Regions from separate parts of the Anser cygnoides genome. Here region 2 is linked to region 1. The links are chromatin contacts, called in public Hi-C maps. All regions are on one chromosome and are shown on one strand. The core of a region is the stretch at or near the end of the contact, and the rest is flanking DNA. Distances in the headings are between cores, read along the strand shown.

What was found. A called contact is a pair of places that touch in the nucleus more often than the background predicts.
Region 2: a contact with region 1 is called in a Hi-C map of liver, with 2.3 times the contacts expected there. The contact joins the promoter of ANAPC7 here to the promoter of IFT81 in region 1. A contact is called at or near these places in 4 of 7 Hi-C or Micro-C datasets (granulosa cells and liver).

Annotation. Positions count from the first base shown.
Region 1 is chr17:3,186,238-3,190,121 of Taihu_goose_T2T_genome, forward strand. IFT81 (intraflagellar transport 81) reads left to right here and starts at 2,523. Exons shown (of 21, transcript XR_010825530.1): 1 at 2,523-2,876; 2 at 3,694-3,797. LOC106031147 (P2X purinoceptor 4) reads right to left here and starts at 2,418. Exons shown (of 16, transcript XR_010825536.1): 1 at 938-2,418; 2 at 230-505.
Region 2 is chr17:3,326,179-3,329,764 of Taihu_goose_T2T_genome, forward strand. ANAPC7 (anaphase promoting complex subunit 7) reads right to left here and starts at 2,032. Exons shown (of 11, transcript XM_013173346.3): 1 at 1,807-2,032; 2 at 1,256-1,442; 3 at 814-933. The coding sequence starts at 1,907. It overlaps ARPC3 (actin related protein 2/3 complex subunit 3), which reads right to left. Exons shown (of 7, transcript XM_048073652.2): 7 at 3,221-3,586.

The sequences.
Region 1 (3,884 bases), core at 1,273-3,772:
GGACCACGATCCATACTGCTACACTTGATATTAGTGACTTCAGCAAGCAAAATCCTGCTACCTAATAACAACCAAAAAAGCTGCTATTGGGAGGAACTAGAAACAGACCTGGGATGCATTTAGGTGCTAGAACAGCCAGAAACAAATTGATTTTTAATATAACCCAGTCAGACCTAACTGTACATATAAATAACACAATAGTTATAATAAAAGAAAAAAACAAGAGGACCTGGATTGCATAAGACAAGCTGCAGTAATTGGTGTCTTTGCTTCCTAAATGCTCTCATTTTCACGTTAACGTCTTCCATCTGTTTGGGATCTGAACTCAGCAGCTAGGCCGGATGCATTCATCTTCTTGTCCATGGATGTTCCCATATAAGGTGATCTCTCTTTGCCTGTGGAGCACGATTTCGATTTGCTCAGGTTTCGTTCTGCTCTGATTTGCTGGCCTCTATGGTCGAGCTCCTCTTGCAGTTTTGTAAGGCAGTCATCCACACAGCAGTAGCTATAAAGGGAGGAGAAAGTAATGAAGATGTGCTTCCAGATCTAAAGAGACCTAGATAGCTTATTTTGCTCCATTCCCTTTCTTCTGCACACTGCCTCTGCATGATACCCTTTTAATAAGCAGTTTCCGTAAGCCTTTTCCAATCAATATAAAACATGAGCCCTATCCAGAGAATTGGACAGAGCTCCAGGGCAGCACTGTTGTAACAACTCACTAGTCATTAGGAAACTTTGCTTGAAATCCTGTATAAGTCTCCATGCAAACTAACTTGGGAATTTGGAAAATGCCTGCAGAATTATACAACAAATACGTATGAACACTGGCCTTCAGTTCTGTGAGACCTGATCCAGGCATCACATCACGTCAGTTAAGATCCGAGTTCATGGATTTTCACCACAACGGTGATACAATCTCATGATCTTTTTTTCTTACCTTGGTGTTTTCTAATTTTCAAACACCCTTCCTCTTCTTTGTCATCTCTGTAACACTAAGGAGACATGCGAAGAGGGGAACTGTCCTTTACTTCTTAGGTCTGAGGAGTGGAAGACTTAAAGAGAATCAGAGCAGCACCCTCCCACTGTACCCAGCCCAGATCCAGATCCCTCTCACTGCCCTCGGCACTGCAGGCACAATCCATTCTCTCCCCTGTACAGAGGCCTGAGGTAAGGATGTGTTTCCGTATTTGCAGAAACACGGCATTTCTCCAGCATTACTGCCCGGGATCCATGGATCTACCACTTCCTATTACCTTTCCATGCAGCCTACAGGGAGCAGAACTGGTCCCCAGTGCCTTCATGGGAAATACCCTTTTCATTTGCTCCCTCTGTGTATTCTATATGCTCAAAATACTCATCAGAAGAAAAGCGTAACTGATACCAGGAAAGCATGTCAAGGGAAAGTAGATCTCTTCTGGGAACTTGTAGGTAGATACGATTCCTAAAGGTCAGTATACAGACTGAAAGCACAAAGGAAACATGATCTGGTTTTTAAAGTTCAAATCCAGGAGTCAGGAGACTCGGATTATGTTCCTGGCTTTCATGCGCAATCAAAAGCTCCTCATCCATCCCCTCTGTGACTGAGTTTATCCAGTTAAAAGCTAGGACAGCAATGTAGTGTCACTTTTCAGGCTCTCAGAGAAGATCAGTAAATTAGGATTTTATGAAGCATTTTATATTACTGAGAAGGAAGAAAGGAGCTAATCTAAGATAGACGCAGTACTTAGAATTGCAAAGCGTTACATTTATGATTGCTATTTACTGAATAAAATTCCGCAGTGATTTACAACCTGTGCATTTCAATTGGCACCAATTTAATATGACTCACTGCATATTTTACTCCATCATCTGTGGACTCACGTGGGCTTCTAAGACAATCCAAAAAGCTAATTGTAGTCGCAGAGGCTCCAAAATCCACCTATTTAAGGTCTAAACGTGTTTTTTGAAGGATCTGCAATTAAAAAAAGTGCAAATTGGAGATACCACTTTCATGAACAAGCTCCGGAGTCTTATTTTTGATTGTTTGGTATTTTTGAAGCTCCTGTCCTCATTCAGATGTGGTATTGCTCACACTGACTAAGTGCTTATTGCTCTGCTGAGGCACACTGACAACCCAAGGACATAATTTGCCATTCCCCCCTCACGAAGCACCCCGTTTTCCACACAGATCCCCTGTGCTTTCCTCCACAGAACTGAGACAACCCTTCCAGTCACGCACGCCAGCCCCATTTGCCATCTTTTTATCGTGCCAACGACCACCGGAAACGCTAACTGGGTAACTACATCAACGTATTTATACATCTACACGCCGCAGCATCCCCCTAACAAACGGGGATGCTAATTATACGCGTTAAAGGGTGAATACATTCCACCACCGCCCCGCGCCGCTCTGCGCATGCGCAGCCCCCCTCCCGCTCTCGGCCCCTCTGCAGCCGCCCCGGCGCGTTGGCTGAAGCGCGCGCGCGGCAGCGTCGGAAGTGACGCCATCGCCCCGGCCTGGCAACCGTTACCATGGTAACCGGGAGGCGCTGAGGGGAGGTGAAGGCCTCGGCGCCTCAGGGCGCTACCCCCTGAGGGTCTCCGAGGGTCCCGGCCCTTCCTTCGGAGCCGTGGGGCTGAAAAAGGCCTCGCCGAGGTGGTGCCTGGCCCCTGCAGCCCTCCCCCGGTCCCGCCGAGGCCTCCTCACATCACCTCCGGCCGTGCCGCCGAGGCTCGCTCCCCCGGCCGCCACCATGAGTGACCAAATGCAGTTCATTGTTGAGAAGCTCAATCAGGAGCCCTTCAGGAAGAGCTACAATCTGATCACGTTTGACTCCTTGGAGTCCATGCAGCTCTTGCAGCTGCTCAATGATGTGCTGGGGGAGATTGACCCGAAGGTAAGGAGGGCAATCGGAGCTGCTCAGGCCTGGGGAACTGCAAGCATCACGGACGGGCTCGTCACAAAAACTGCGCAGAATGCTTTTATTTAGGCCTGTTCCTTGTGGCATGTTTGGTTTACCAAAATAGCCTGTATGAATCTTCCTGGAAATAAATGTGCCTGGCAAGAATCCTTTTTGCCTCTACATCAACGTGCTTTTGGCAAACAAGCAAACGGTTCTTGGGCCAGGGATACTGGACCCTTGCCCCCTAGAGTCTGATGACTATATTTTATCTTGGGAATCAGGACACAAGATCTTAAATTGCTTCACACTGACAATGACTCCATTCTTAAGTCAAAAGTCAGGCTGTGTCTTGCTCACTTGCACAGGACAGGGACTGACCAAGAACTGAGCCTTGTGATTTCTCAGTTGCAATAGATATCGAGTTGTTAACTGCCTCTGCCTCGAGGCTACCAAAGATGTGTATGAGATTAGAAGGGATCATTCACAGACCTGGGGTGCAGATACATGTGCCTTGGTCTGGTAGGATCCCAGAGTTCCTTGGTGGCAGCAGATGGTTTGTCTGTATAGAAGCGGTCCTGTGAGCAGGGAGAACATATGCCTAGAATAAAATTACCTAAATACACATGTAGGAGAAAAATCTGTTAAAGAGAATCAGAGCTTGGTGATAAAAATGAATGTTCTGTATGGAACATCTCACTTCATTGATGTATCATATGATAAGTAGATGAAGTCAATTCTTTTAATGTTACCAGTTAATTAACATGACTTGAACAAATACTTAGTGTTTATTTGTTTATTTACAACTATGTAGCATGTTGTTGACATCAGAGAGGAGCTGCCAGAGCAAACAGCTAAAAGAATGTTGACTCTCCTTGGTATCCTTAAATACAAACCTCCAGGAAGTATATCAGACTTGTAAGTATCTTTTTGTCTATAAATTGCAGCAAAATGTGCGTTACATATTATGTGCAATGACCTTTACTTCAGTAGTTTTTAAAATTT
Region 2 (3,586 bases), core at 782-3,281, 140 kb after region 1:
TATCTTTTAAGCCCTTATGACATAACAGAGCCAGAAGGCACAGACTCAACATATTTAGCACTGCAGTCCACAATGGGATCTAAATATTTAGCGTTATCTAAACTGTTATTAAGAAGGATGTAGTGAACTGGAAAGACGGAGCATTGGTGTTCCTACTGTTTGCCAAAGTCTTCATCCTTTCAAGCATCTCGCATTGCTCAAACCATACAATAAGAAATGATGTGCTACTCCTTACACATTCTGGATTCAAGAACGTATTAAAACACTTGCTCAATTTTAACAATCACAGTTTAGCAGGTTCAGTTGACTGCCTAACAGTGAAACAGCACAGAACAGTCAGCCTTGCAAGGTAACTAGGCTACAAGTGTATCCCCTTCAGCTCCAGCTGGTGACAGCATGCCTTTCCTGTCCAGCGATACACAGCTCTTCCATGGAGGCTAGGACTCTGCCTAGCTACATCCACAAAGTAAAGTACGTTACGTTAAACCTGTACTTGGCTCTCACTTTTAGAGCCCCACTTCAAAACCAGAGCAAATTATTCAGATATCTCGCACTCACTCGCTAACTTGCCGTAATTGAACAGCTTACAATCATATAAACTTTTTTTCCTGGTAGAAGTGACACACATTTGTTGAGAGTAATCGCTCTTTGCCCTATGAAAACTACTCATAACAACATCCAAGAAAGAATGGACGATGGATGGATGATACAGATTTCAAGCTCTATTATACTCAGAGACTACATTGCTTTACTGGCCTAAGGATTAGAAATACACCGACCAAGGACTTGTGACAAACATCTGCCAGAACAAACCTTTGGGGTTCTCTGTCTGGAAGGAATCCCATCCAGAATAGCAATGGCATCTTTATCTTGCTTCAGCATTGTATAGCATTCAGCCATTTTATATTTCACTTCAATTTCAGACGGTAAACACTGAAATAAAACACAAACATTAAGCACTTTACAGTCACATAAGAAACGTAAATAAGGTCGCCTCATAAAATGTTTAAAATACGTTAGAAAAGTCTAGTGCAAGAAAGTTAAAAACGCAACTGACTGGTTCTCATGTCTTCAAAAAGCATGAATTGCACATATAAAACTCACGTTCCAAGACCAAATTAAGCTTTCCATTAGAAAAGAGGCTTATTTGACATGATAAATCCACAATCTAACACTACATCATTAAATCAGCAACATTAACTGAACAGAGGGGGCCTGATCATTTTATGCAGCACATTAGTCAGTTTTGAAATACCTGGCTTTGGGGGGTTGATGCAGCATTCCCAGTAGAAGGTCTTACTTTTGAAGTTTTACTTAAAGCCTTTTTCTGCTGCAAGGCCATTGTGTACTTACTGACAGCATTTCTATATTCCTTATCATGGAAAAGAGAATCCGCGTGATATACGAGAAGTTGGTATTTCTGAGATGGTGAAAACAGTTCCCTAGGAAAAAATGCAAACAGACTAAGTTCAGCAAAGAGCCAAAGAGATTCCAAAGCATGTGAAGCTTGCTTGTCTGCCTTCAATTTCCAAATGTTGCTGCTCCCTTGCTGCACTGGGAGGGCCCCTGGGTAACAGGTACAACTCCTCACAAAGGTGCTACCTTCCCATGTTGAGCAGTGAGGGTTTCAGAAGGGGATTCTGGCGTTAATTAGTAGCTCAAACAACTCTCCATAACATACAGGCGCACAGAGGCCACTGTAGGCAGGGAGAGCCCTAACACTGAGCCCTCCTCCTCCTCCTCCTGCCCCTGCCCGCAGGCTCCCCGCGGGCCTCCCCCTCAGCCGCCGGCGGGAGGGCCACTCACGGGTTGTTGCCGCTCATCGTCAGGAGAAGCCCGCTGAGGAGCCGCACGTTCGAGTGGAGCCCGGCGGAGGCCATCTCCCGGACGTGCTCCACCACGCTCATGACGGCGGCGGGAGGGCACGGCAAGGAGAAACGGAGCCGGGAGGGAGCCGGGAGGGAGCCGGGAGGGGACCGGAAAGAGAGGAGGAACGGATCGGGGCCACCACAGCCGCTTCAAAATGGCGCCGTCGCAGGGGCCTCACGCGACGCCGCCTCCGCCGCTGCCCTGACGGCGGGCGCGCGGCCCGACAGGCGCTCGGCAGGGCAGCCCGCGGGCGGGGCCAAGGCCCCCCGATAGCTCCGCCCGCGCAGCGGCGCCTTCCCTCAGTCGGCTGTAGGGCGGGTGGGTGGTAGGAGTAGGGGGATTATGTCAGGCTTGGCAGTGTGTCATGGGGGCTGGAGGAGACCTTCTCCGGCTCAGCAGTGTTTTGTGTAAAAAGATTTAGACTCTGTATCTGCAGAGCTCTTAAACCTAGCCGTTTTTCCTCTCAAAACCGAATTTTCTACCAAAACTTCATTAGCTATTGGCTGTGGCAGCTAAGTGTGACAGGTCTTGGAGATGACGGAGGTTCTGCCTGTAAAAATAGACAGCTGAGAAGAAAGACCCTTTAAAACCCAGGTTTATTCTGGGACATAGAAAAAACACTTTAACTTGAGCCACCATTAACTATGAGGCATGGAACTGCCTCTCAAGAGCGGTCAACCTCACACAGCAACAAGATAAAACCTGTGTTGGGAGTTTTTTCTTTCATCAACTTAATTTTTTCCACTCCCTTACCTACTGTGAAAGGGAGTAAAATGTGTAAAATGTAAAACGTGGCTACTCTACAAGCATTACTGCCACTGACAGCAGGAGGAGCTGTCGGCTCGAGGCCACCACAGCTCTCAGTGACTGCGCCGAGCAGCCCAGTGTTAAGGAACGCAAAGTTATGGTGGTGCTGTACGGCGGCAATGAAACAAGCATTGCCACAACGTTTTGCCACAACTGCAATTTTCTGTCTAGAAAATAAAATGAACTCACATTTGCAGATCTTCAGGAAGCCATCAGAGTGATCAAAACAATTTTTGCTGCTACCATGTGCTCATTATGTTTGACCAAATCTGCCATCACAAAGGCAGCCTTGGACTAAGGTGTATGTAATCTGCCTACATTACTCTTTGAAGACGTTAAAACATCTTCAGAGCACTGCTCTGCAGAGGAAGATGTTAAATAACGGGGACACTGCTGGAGACTACAGCCTCTGCATTAATCTTGTTTACAATAAGAATGATTCACTTCTTTCTGATTACTTTACCATTAAACAATAATGATGGCCTTTTCACCAAAATTTTAATTTTATTTCTTTGAAAGCTATCCATAAGACATAAAGCAGGTATCACATTAATTACAAGCTAAGTTTATTGAAAAAAGGTAAAAATCATTGTACTTTAACACGTGATATTGAGACTCTAGCCAGCAGAGCAATTACATACGCCCCCAGGCACACACATTTCTCCTGTTCAAACAAAAGCCCTGTTTTAAATGCTAGCTGTAACCACTGATAATAAAGCAGCCTGCATCTGAAACAGCACATTAGAAATCTTTTATTAAGCACCAGCTTAATATTTGCTTACAGTACTCAATGTTCTTTTTGCTTTAACTTCTTTTTACCTCTCATTGATTATTTTTTTCTTCATAAGCACTTAATTCTTCCTTGGTACAAAACATATCCAAAAAAAAAAAAAAAAAGGCAAAATCCTTT